4 separate regions of the Mus musculus genome follow, and regions 1, 2 and 4 are each linked to region 3. A link is a contact called in public ChIA-PET, Hi-C and promoter capture Hi-C data. All regions are on one chromosome and are shown on one strand. Each heading gives the region's core, a stretch centred on a gene start, on an enhancer-like site or on the middle of the called end of the contact. The rest is flanking DNA. Distances are from core to core; before and after follow the strand shown.

Region 1 (2,700 bases), core at 89-2,588, 480 kb before region 3:
TGACTGATGGACAGGTAGCACCTCTGCCAGGACTTTGCTGGACAATGTCCATGTCCGAGCCAGGAGGGAGTGGGATGGGACAAGATTTCATCACACCGTTGAGCTTGTGTACCTATTTTGGTTAATGTTCTCAGCTCCAGTTGGCTGTAACTGACACCAAGGAAAGCGAGGCTGTAGACCACAGAGAATGACTGTAAACTCCAGTCACCAGATGCCACCCCACCAGCAATCAAAAAGCTTTTGTTTGTGATGGTCCCATGAACTTAGAGGATCCGTTCCCTTGGGGAGCTATCATGCTGTTCCCCTTGGTCTCCTCCGCTGGGGGAAGCACTGGATAAAAATTTCCCCAACTTGTGTGATAATAAGATGTAGAAAAATGGATGTGCTTTAGCAGCCAGTTGATTGTGTGTCTGGAAAGACAAACGTCAGCAAACAAGGCCCACCTTATCTGGGGGGGGGGGGGTCGAACAAGGCTTGTTCTGAAGGAGCAAGCGTGCAAATGCTACCTCAGAGCTACAGCAGGATTCCACCACCATGCCACTAGTGAGCTGGACGCACCGGGTGAGAGGTGTGTTTAGTGGATCTGCTCCTTGGATCAATATAGATTTCAGGGTTCCGCGAGATCAGAGAGAGGCAGTAAACTGACCCTGCCTCATCTGGTTTTGGAGTCCCCGGACCCCTCCCTCCCTCCAACAGTCCTGCATGTGTCTCCGGTTTTTCCAGCACATTCCCCACGCGTAACCCTTCCACAGCAACAGAAGTCTCTTAGATGTTGTCTTTGTCAGATGCACCTTGTGACCTGTAGAAGGAAGTCAATGAGAAGCCAACACTCTTAAGGCTGTCTTTCCCAGTCCCCCAACCCAGCTGGGATTCATAGTTGCCTCAGGCTGTCCTGAGTAGGGGTGAGGTGCTGAGTAGGAGCTTTAACCTGATTTATTTACTTATTATTATTTATTTGCTTTTTTTAAATGGTATTTTGGGAGAGGGTTTCTCTGTGTAGCCCTGGCTGTAGACCAGGCTGGTCTCAAACTTGTCTGCCTCTGCATCCTCAGTGCTGGGATTAGGGGCTCATGTTACCATCGCCCGACTTCAACCCAACCTGATTCTTTTTTTTCTTTTTTTTCTTTTTTTCCTTCGCTCGCGCACGCGCGTGCACGCGCATGTATACTCACCTCTCATGCAATATATCCGGACCGCAGTTTCCCCTCCCTCTACTCCTCCCAGTTCCCCAAACACACACCTACGCTTTCATGCAGATCCACTGCCCTTCAGAAAAGAACAGGCCTCCCAGGAATATCAATGGAGCACAGTGTATCTAGTTAGTTACTGTAAGGCTAGGCACCTAGCCCAGCCCAGCCCAGCCCAGCTTGGGTGTGGGAGTGGGGAGGTGACATACACAACACTCAGGACCTGCTACTCTGGCTCCACACTGCCACCTTGTGGTTGCAGACCTGGTACCTTCATGACTTTTTTTTTTTTTTTTTGAGACAGCGTTTCTCTATGTAATCCAGGCTGTCCTGGAACTCGCTCTGTAGATCAGGCTGGCCCGGAATTCACAGAGATCTGCTTGCTTCTGCCTCCTGAGTTCTGGGATTAAAGGGTGAGCCACCACCGCCTGGCTACCTTCAGTACTTTGTCAGTGAGCTGCTTGCTTAGAAAAAAAAAAAATCATGTTTTAATTGTATATTGTGAAGCCCATTGTCAGTGCTCATAAGAAATAAATATGGCCAGAATGACCCTAGGTATTAAAGAGTCATATTGGTTCATTTCAACCAGGACTTTGAGGTTCTGGACCCAGAAGAGAACTGTGGCAGCCTGGGCTGTGTTAATAGTCACTTGGTAGACCAAAGACATATTTACATACAAAACACAAGATAGCCACCTGGAAAATCAATAGCTGGTTTTAATAACTTAAAAATCCATCCCAAGGAATCTCCACAATTACCTGCTCAGCTTCCCACATACCCGTATCCATTCTTCCCTCCCTGTACCTGGTGTTCTATTCCTGCCTGGGCTGCCTGTACCTGGTGTTCTAGTCGTGCCTGGGCTGCCGTTTCTGGTTTCATTTTAGAAGGCAGGCTCTCACTATGTGAGCTAGCACTTTCTCTTGTGACTTGCACAAGGAGAATGTACTTGTTTAGGGATCTGGGCCCCAGCTGTCCCTTCCACGAGAGACTGCACTGACTGACTGTTTTTCTGAAAGCAGGTTCTACCACTACACCCATTTGGGGTTTGTTTACTTTTGCAACACTAGGGTCAGGGGTTAAACCTAGGATTTGGTTTGCTTGATAAGGGATTGCTCTGCACTGAGCTATGCCTCCAGCTCTTTTCTTTTTTTTTCTTCTTTTTTTCTTTTTAGACAGGGTCTTGCTAAAACATCCAATCTGGTCTTGAATTTGCCTTGTAGCACGGGAGGCAGCTCTTGCATTTAGAAGCCTCCAGCCTTAGTCTGCTGGGGAGCTGAGTCTGTGGATGCAGGCTCAGACTTCCTGTGTAGATTTTAAGGTACTGGAGTAATGAACTTTACAATCCACAGGATATGCATGTGTGTGTGTCCACATATATCCATATCTCCCACACAGAGCAGCATGACTCAGTTTATCCTGGGGTTAGGGCTCAGAAATGGCTTTGGTTCCCTTCCCATCCCACAGATCCCACATGCTTGTACTCCATACAAGGCAGAAGAGAGGTGGTTAGATG
Region 2 (2,700 bases), core at 20-2,519, 500 kb before region 3:
TTTGTTTTTATGTGCATTGGTGTCTTGCCTGCATGTGTGTCTGTGTACCATGCATGTGCCTGGTATTCAGGGAGGCTAGAAGAGGGTCTTGGGTCCCCTGGAACTTGAGTTACAGATGGTTTGAGCTGCCATATATGTGCTGGGAATTCAACTCAAGTTCTCTAGAAGAGCAGCCAGTGTTCACCATGGAGCCCTCCTTCCAGTTCCCTCTCGAGTTTATAACAGAAATGAGTAATATGCTATGAAATTTTTGCCAGTAGGTTTTTTTGTTTTGTTTTGTTTTGTTTTGTTTTTAAGAGAGTGCCTCACTGTGTTCTGACGAGCCTGGAACTCGATATGTAGACCAGGGTGGTCTTGAACTCACAGAGATCCACCTGCCTCTGCCTCCCAAGTGCTGGAATCAAAGGTGTGTAGCTCCACACCTGGATCAGCAGTTATCTTTGTCCTGAAGAAATTTCCTTTAGCAACGCATTATTAACAGCTATAATGCAATTAGCAGCTCATGTACAGTACACTCTAATTTAGAAATAACATGCAGATGTAGAACATTATATAAACATTAATGACAGTAAGTCATGCCATAATAAAAGTCTTACACACACACACACACACACACACACAGAGAGAGAGAGAGAGAGAGAGAGAGAGAGAGAGAGAGTTAAATCAGGAACTGAAAGGCACCGTTCAGACAATATGACTTCTATTGCAAAACCTCCGATTTCATCAGTACACAAATAGTAGTAGGGATTTTAAAACCATCTAAATAAAGAGTGGAGGGCAGCTTGACCTACCTAGTGAGACCATGTCTCAAAAAATCAACCAAGCAAATAAAACAAAAACTTCAAAGTCCTACGCAAAGCTCCCCGTAGGAAAATCAATCTTACAAACCAAGCAAATGGCAGCCTTCTTAGGAGGTGCTCACTTTTACCTGTGAGGAAATTATCATAATAAATGGATTTTTGTTAACTAAAGCATGAGATTGTCATTTCCCAGAAAAATTTGTAACAAGATTATAAACCACTTACCTTTGAAGTTACCGGATATAACCCAAAATGTCAAGAATTTCGTTTTCTTGTAGTAAGTGGATGGGTTGGGCTCCGAAGCTGAGCTCTGTGTGGAAACCCCGTTTTGTTGTTTGCTAACTCCGACTTTAAGCAACTCTTATCTCTTGGCCACCTCAGCTGCAAATGGAGATAACCACGCCTGATCTTTCTAACCGCTTCTGGAGTCACACAGGGCATCTGCAGTTCTGAGGAACAAATGAAGTTGTGAGACGGGCATACAGTTTTTTGGCACTTACAGGAAGTGTGCCTGCTCTTTCAAATAAACAGGAAACAGACTTTAAAGTCAAGTAAAGGAAGGTAGGCATGGTGGTGCATGTCTCTAATTCCCCTGTGTGAGAGGTGGATACAGACATATCAGGAATTTGGGGCCAGCCTCAGCTACATACTGACTCGAGGCTAGCCTGTGGTACATGAGACCTTGTCTCCATAAAAATAAAATAAATAAAGGATGTGCAGAGGCAGTAGAGGACATTATTTCCATAAACACAAGATTGTTTTTTGTTGAGCCAGCTGTGGCCAGGTGCCAAGGTCACAGTGGAGACCACAATGCTCACAGCCAGATGTTCTTCGAACTCCAAATATCAAAGCAACCATTGACTGTTTGTAAATGAGCTACCACATGAATTGAACATGTCAAAGCCTTCTTTAAGACAACTTCAGTCAATAAATGGGCTCCATAATCAACTTCAAGAGACACAGGAGATTTATTTGGAGAAATGAAATTTTGCGGGTAACAACCAGAAAGATGTTCTTGGTTTTTTTTTTTAAAAGATTTATTTATTTATTATATGTAAGTACACTGTAGCTGTCTTCAGACACACCAGAAGAGGGCGTCAAATCTCATTACGGATGGTTGTGAGCCACCATGTGGTTGCTGGGATTTGAACTCAGGACCTTTGGAAGAGCAGTCAGTGCTCTTATCCACCGAGCCATCTCGCCAGCCGGTTTTGTTTTGTTTTGTTTTGTTTTGTTTTGTTATTGTTGTTGTTGTTGTTTTCCAAGACAGGGCTTCTCTGTATAGCCCTGGCTGTCCTGAAACTCACTTTGTAGACCAGGCTGGCCTCAAACTCAGAAATCTGCCTGCCTCTGCCTCCCAAGTGCTGGGATTAAAGGCGTGTGCCACCACTGCCTGGCCAGAAAGATGTTCAAGCTTCAGAAGTGGTGAAGTGTTTCATCACACGGAGCTGAGAAGGCATGCCCAAGTACCTCTGCTCTGCTCCAAATCCTCTAGGAGCACCTCTGCAGCCACCCTGAGGAAAGAAAGGTGACAGCACCCCAGTGACAGCATCCCAGGTGACAGTCCTGCCCTTCACTCACTCACAGGGCATTTACTGAGGACCCGTTACATCCCAGGCACTGACTAGGTACTGGGGACATAAGTCAGACTGGACAAGATCTCAGGCCACACAGGACTTTTGAAATCTGCTTTGTGAATTGTCCTGGTCACACTGTGTCTACTCAGGTTCTGCCCCCTCCCCACCTTTATTTTATTTTATTTTATTTTATTTTATTTTAATTTTTTATCCTGGGTGACATGATGAGGCCCATTTCTTACCAGTGATTTCAGATGCTCACTGAAGGAGAAAGGACTCTATGGCCTGTTAGCATGCCTGTGTGCCTAGAACCCTCTTACCTG
Region 3 (2,700 bases), core at 46-2,545:
CCTACTAAAGACAAAGGCAGCCTCTGTATCTACTCCCCTAACCCGCTGGAGGCAAGTAGAACAGGAAGGCTTTAGCTTGGCTCTAGAAGATGCGCCTTAAAGACAGAAGGGAAGACTTGCAGTGATTCGAAATGAGGTAATTAAACATGTCCAGGCAAGTCCCAACCAACCCTTCCGGTAGTAGTCTGGGGTGTTCACCTCTTAGAAGTCCTGAGAGCAGGATCAGTTAGTAGAATTTTGTAATCTTGGAGCGGGGGAGGTGCCTTTGTTGCCATGGAACTCTGTCTACAAACAAGAGTCAAAGAGCCCAATTTAAAAACAAAAACCCTAGGAAAGTAAGATTGCACTGGTTGTGGATGAAAGAGAGACAGAAAACTTCTAAAAGATCATCATTGAAGAAAACATTTTTACTTATATCACAGGCTAAGTCAACACTGAACAGATGAAAATAAAGTGTCCCAAATGGACAGATTCTTAGCTGCAAATAGAGTGTGGATCTTCTGAGAACAGGGACTGTGACTTTTACGAACCCCAAAAGGAGCCTCGGTTGGACATTTGAAGATTCGTGGAATTATGCTCTATGAAATAATTTCCAGTGTGCACCAGGTGGCGTGCGCCACCGATGCGTGGAAGAACCTTTGGTTTTTGTTTTGTTTTGTTCTCATAGATCCAATGGGCTCATCCTATGTGTATGAGTTTATGCCTGTGCACCACATACGTGCCTGCTACTCTCAGATGTCAGAAGAGGGCATTAAACACCCCGGGACTAGAGTTATGGATGGTTGTGAACTGCCACGACCGTGTTGGGAATCAAATCCGCTCTTGCAGAGGAGTTTTGCAGCCTTAGGAAATCTGATGGGCACCAAGCTCAACACAACCGCCACTTCTGTGGCTTAACAGCCTTTCTTTTCACTTCCATTTTAACTGTCGAAATAGACTTAACATGGACGGTACTTCTCAGAAAGAGTGAGGTACGCTTTCACATATTAAAGATGCGCAGAGCTCTCCAAGCGGTCTGCTGAGCAGGCAGGCTGTGCTGCTGATACTCCCATGTTTGGTTTCACGGCTAGGTGAATACGAAGAAGCGTAGGTTCCAAGCCAGTTTCCTCTTTTGCAAAAAGAACTGCGAGCACACCACCCAGGAACAGCACGCCCCTCGCTCCGCCTCCTCCCCGCTCCCTCCAAGGCGGCGTTGCGCAGGCGCGGCAGGGCGTGCGCGGTTGCTAAGCGACGCGGCCGCTCCCGCGTGGTCTCCCTGCGGACCGCGCGAGCCCAGTGCCCAGCCTCGTCTTGTAGCGAAGCCAGCAGGTGCGGTGCTGGAGGCGACCCACCGGGCCAACCGCCGCCTCTGTGTCCGCGGGGCGAGCTCGCGATGGGAGGCGCAGCCCGCGATCGCGGGAGGAAGGACGCGGCGCTGCCGGGGGCCGGGCTCCCGCCGCAGCAGCGGAGGTAACGGCGCCCGGGTAGGAGCGGGAGGACTCCTTGCGGGTCTGGGCTGCCTGTCCATCAGCGCGGTGAGCGGGAAGGGCGGGGGAGGGCGGGCGGGACGGCGCGGCCTCCGGAGAGCTGGGTCTGGGACCTGCGCGCAAGACCTGCGCCCTGTTGCTCCGAGAGTCTGCCCAGCCCGCCCTGGCCCTGGGGTGGAGCAGCAGAGACCCGGGACCTTGTTCCCCATGTGCCGCTTTTGGGGGGGGGTCCCTTTCCCCCTCCGCATCGGGCCCTGGCTAAAGGAACCCAATCCGCTCGTTCGCGTCTGGCTGTTACTCTGCAGATGCGGTGCTGGTGTGTTTCATCGTGCAGTATGGCAGAGGCCGGACCTGTCTAGAAAATTGCCTGTTATCAAAACATTGTCTGAACCTCAATATATTTTTTAGAAGATATTTTAATTTCTTGTGGGATGTTTTTAAAGCCCTCCTTTATTCCTTTAACACTTGTGTTAAACTCTATAAGTATTTTTTTTTAATAAGACAGATCTCAAAAGTGACTGAAAAGATATTTTTTTTAAAGACAATGAAAAATGTTACCTAGTCATGGTTGTGTTAGTAGTATATAATCTGAGATGGTAACATGAACCGGTGACCAGAGTGACCCGCAAATCCGTAGTCTTGGGAGCAGATAAAATGCATTATTCAAGGCCATCTTGTGGCTTTAGTAAATCCTGCCCATTGTTTGTGTGCCTTCACTGTGGAGGACCCACAGTGTAAAGACAGAACCATTCTGTAGTCCTTTAGCATTTTAAATATCTCCATATGCCAGGAAATGAAGTGGGAACAGAAGAGAGATTTGGTACATCGTGTAACTTAAAGCAAAGCATCGGGTGGGTTCCTGTTGGCTGCCTTTTTTCACTAGTTAGCTTAGCTGTAAATGGGTGCATAAAATAATGAAGAGAAGACAGCTGTTCTGCTAGTCTTCTCTTCTTGTAGTCTGAGAGTGTAGACGTCCTTTTCTTCCCATTTACCTGTGAGGCTGTTCAGAGGGGGAAGGTAGCACAGCCAGGGGCTGAAACTAGAATAGAGGTGTTAGACTTGCATTCTAAAACAAACCTCTATGTTATGTTTATTTCTTTCTGCTTTTAGGTTTCTTATTCAGTTCAAGTTAATTGGTAGTCCCTCATTTTTTGAACAGCATTCGATTACTTATTATTTGTTAGTTAGAGACAGGGTCTCTTTATTATGTAGCTTTGGCTGTCCTGGAAGTCAC
Region 4 (2,700 bases), core at 56-2,555, 410 kb before region 3:
AGCATGTTTAAAGACATAGTAGAAAAATATCCTTTGCTATATTATTTATATGGGCAATGGAGTCAAGAGAATCAAGTGTTCAAGGTCAGCCTTTGCTACTGTTATGCCAGGAAATGTTCATGAACCCCAAAAGACCACTAAATTGCTGAATCCAATGCAATCGCTTTATGGTCTCTGTTCAACCTCGAGCTTGCGGTCCCCACCAACCCCGACACAGCAGGAAGGTGGAGTCCTGAGCCTAGTTTTAGGCAAGCATTTAGAGATGCAAGAAGGGAGTATCTAGCCTGGTACAAATCTGATTGGGGAGCCATTATGGCCTTTAATATAATTTGCTGGTGCTGGAAGCCAAGCTATAAACTTGGCTTTCTGCTTTCTTCCTGTTTGGTGGCTCTTAGGAAGTGAAGTGTCCCAGGTAGGCTTGTAACCTGGAGGTGCAGATTTGCTGGGGAATAACCTAGAAACTGGTGCTAGACACAGGTTTTGATGGGAGGAAGCCTGGAACCTGATGCTAGATGCAGATCTTGTTAGGGGGTAACCTGGAAACTGGTGCTAGGTACCAGAGTGTTTGTTTATTTACCTTAGGTCAGGTTCTCTAAGATGGAGTCTGAACCCAAAAGATTTGGTCTCTCACTACAAAGTGAGTTTGAATTTTAGTATCTGGTCCTAAAGTTTCTATGACACCAAAGCCAAGAAGAAGTCCCATAGGTCATCATTCTACCCTAGATGAAAATCAACCTCTTCTTCCTCTACTTCTTGAGACACAGTCCTACTATGTACCCCTAATTGATCTAGATCTTGGTATGTAGACCAGACTAGCCTAAAACTCACAGAGATCTTCCTGCCTGTGAGTGCTGGGATTAAAACATGAACCATCACACTCAGCAATGAAAAATTTCATTACCTTTTTGGGAAATTTTCTCCTTCCTTGTTCCTTCTGTTTTCAAGGTCATAGATAACACACACACACACACACACACACACACACCCCTTCAGTGAGTTCAGATTTTATCCAAAGATGCATGATCATTCTGTAAAAAACACTTTAAGGTGATAAGTTACTAAAGACTTACCTAACCTGCTTAGATTAAAGACAAAGGTAATTAATAGTTCAATAAATATTTCCACAGCAGAGACAGAACAAGAAAGAAGAGTTATTTTGATTTGAGAACTCCCCTTTTCATCAAACTTCCCTCTGTAAGTGTTTGGACTCCAGTGTTATGAAATGTTGGTAACAGATTTGGACTGAGGCATGAGATAGTTAACATCTGCAGTTTGAATGCAGGGGCCACGAGAGGTCGCTGACAGGAGGGGGTAAACAAGGGTAGTCTCCCTTGGCACACTGTCTTCACATAGAATCAACCAAGTTCCTGGCCTCTGTTCAGCTAACCAACCCCTAAGCACAGAAAAGAACGAAAGATTGCAACCCAAGGAAGGAAGTGTTAGAATCCAAGGGCCTGGAATCAAAGAAAACATATTTAAATGGAAACCAGGCTGCTACTAGTGCTCGGGAATGGCTAGAGCAGGCAGAGAAAAGGGGGTGGATGATCTAAGCTTAGGATCTCTTGGCTATAGGACCTTGGTAAGAGCTCTGCCCCTAAATTCCATCTGTCACCAATGGAAACCGGAAAGGAAATCTGTAATAAGAGCCAAGCCTGCGAGGGGTAGGGCGTGGGGAGGGGGAACTAGTCTCAGATGGGTGTGCCCTCTGTATACTTAATACTGTGGCCTGCTCAGCAAATTTGTGCTTCTCTATTCCTTGGACTACTGTCTATTTTAATGACTAGGAAACATTTGATCTCAAGCAGTTCAGGAACTCAGTCTCCTGCTTGCGTTGGTCTAGACCTAGAGGCAAGGAACAGCTGTACTAGTTGGTTTGCTTGTGGATACTCTTGGGCAGCAATTCCTGGTCCTTTGCTCCACCTAGTGGATTTCCAGGCTAGAAGAGGCTCTAAAAGAGACCTGTGATGAGTGAAGTGTGCTTTTGCTGGAAACTCTAAACTTCTGTCAGGTTCTTCAATACTGGATTCCATCTGTGTGCTCTTGTTCACAATGATTGCATTTTCACTGAATCTGAATGAGTGCTTGTGTGAGTCATCAAAATCTAATATACTCTTTCTTCTTCTATAGAAATAACATTATATAATTAGGAGCCTTAAGCCAACACAGAAAAGCATATTTCATTTATAATTATATCCTCTGATGTCCAAATCCAATCAAAGCTCCATAGGGTCATTGAATTGAATAATGGCCTATATAGTACTTCAGAGACTCCTTTGAACAATAATTGGTCAGATAGTCATAGGACTATTGTTCAAGACGTTTCACACTTAGTTATAAAAACAGATGAAAGAACATAAAGATGTGTGGCAATGCTGAGAATCTTAGGTTCTGAGGGATTCTGAACAGCTGACTCACAGATCCAAATGCAGAGATCAAAATCACTATCAGCGTAGGCTTAGGGCATTAGTGTCCACGACAGAAATTCAGCAGTCTATACCTACTTACTAGTCACCTGCATGCTTCTGTCACCAGTATCACAGCTAGTCAAGCCATCACACTTTATTCTCTGCTTATATTCAATATGTAAGTCTTATTATGAGCTGAATTTTGCTGTTGTTGTTGTAGACAAGGCCTCATGTAGCCTAGGTTAGCCTCAAACTCACTATGTAGCCAAAGATATCTTTGAAGTCCTAATGCTTC

The links. Promoter capture Hi-C pulls out the DNA fragments that hold promoters and counts their contacts. Hi-C and Micro-C count contacts between places; a contact is called where the count stands out from the background. ChIA-PET counts read pairs in DNA pulled down with a chosen protein or histone mark.
Region 1: a Hi-C map of the G1E-ER4 cell line shows a contact between it and region 3, with 1.7 times the contacts expected there. The contact joins the enhancer-like site here to the promoter of Dyrk3 in region 3. A contact is called at or near these places in 1 of 484 Hi-C or Micro-C datasets (the G1E-ER4 cell line) and 1 of 9 other capture datasets (liver).
Region 2: an RNA polymerase II ChIA-PET map of memory CD8 T cells shows a contact between it and region 3, with 8 read pairs. The contact joins the promoter of Ctse here to the promoter of Dyrk3 in region 3. A contact is called at or near these places in 3 of 39 promoter capture datasets (the C10 cell line, the HPC-7 cell line and erythroid cells) and 1 of 115 datasets of contacts at active chromatin or transcription factors (memory CD8 T cells).
Region 4: a contact with region 3 is called in a promoter capture Hi-C map of liver, with 2.8 times the contacts expected there. The contact joins the enhancer-like site here to the promoter of Dyrk3 in region 3. A contact is called at or near these places in 7 of 39 promoter capture datasets (the 3T3-L1 cell line, 3T3-L1-derived adipocytes, the C10 cell line and 3 more), 6 of 484 Hi-C or Micro-C datasets (CD8 T cells, Th1 cells, liver and 3 more), 10 of 115 datasets of contacts at active chromatin or transcription factors (the 230-238 cell line, the SCID.adh cell line, T-cell acute lymphoblastic leukemia and 6 more) and 2 of 9 other capture datasets (adipose tissue and macrophages).

What each region holds. Positions count from the first base shown.
Region 1 is chr1:131,612,264-131,614,963 of GRCm38.p6, reverse strand. No RefSeq gene overlaps it. Among named protein-coding and RNA genes, the nearest start is that of Avpr1b, 14 kb to the right of the region's middle. Within about 2 kb of position 1,338, at least 53 of the 459 cell types and tissues checked have an H3K27ac peak or open chromatin away from gene starts, as enhancers often do. A contact at or near this core is called in the G1E-ER4 cell line and liver, where this site is marked.
Region 2 is chr1:131,636,883-131,639,582 of GRCm38.p6, reverse strand. It overlaps Ctse (cathepsin E), which reads right to left and starts at 1,269. Exons shown (of 10, transcript NM_007799.3): 1 at 1,026-1,269.
Region 3 is chr1:131,136,829-131,139,528 of GRCm38.p6, reverse strand. Dyrk3 (dual-specificity tyrosine-(Y)-phosphorylation regulated kinase 3) reads left to right here and starts at 1,295. Exons shown (of 3, transcript NM_145508.2): 1 at 1,295-1,449. The coding sequence starts at 1,373.
Region 4 is chr1:131,547,771-131,550,470 of GRCm38.p6, reverse strand. No RefSeq gene overlaps it. Among named protein-coding and RNA genes, the nearest start is that of Fam72a, 21 kb to the right of the region's middle. Within about 2 kb of position 1,305, at least 48 of the 459 cell types and tissues checked have an H3K27ac peak or open chromatin away from gene starts, as enhancers often do. A contact at or near this core is called in adipose tissue, liver and stem cell-derived neural progenitor cells, where this site is marked.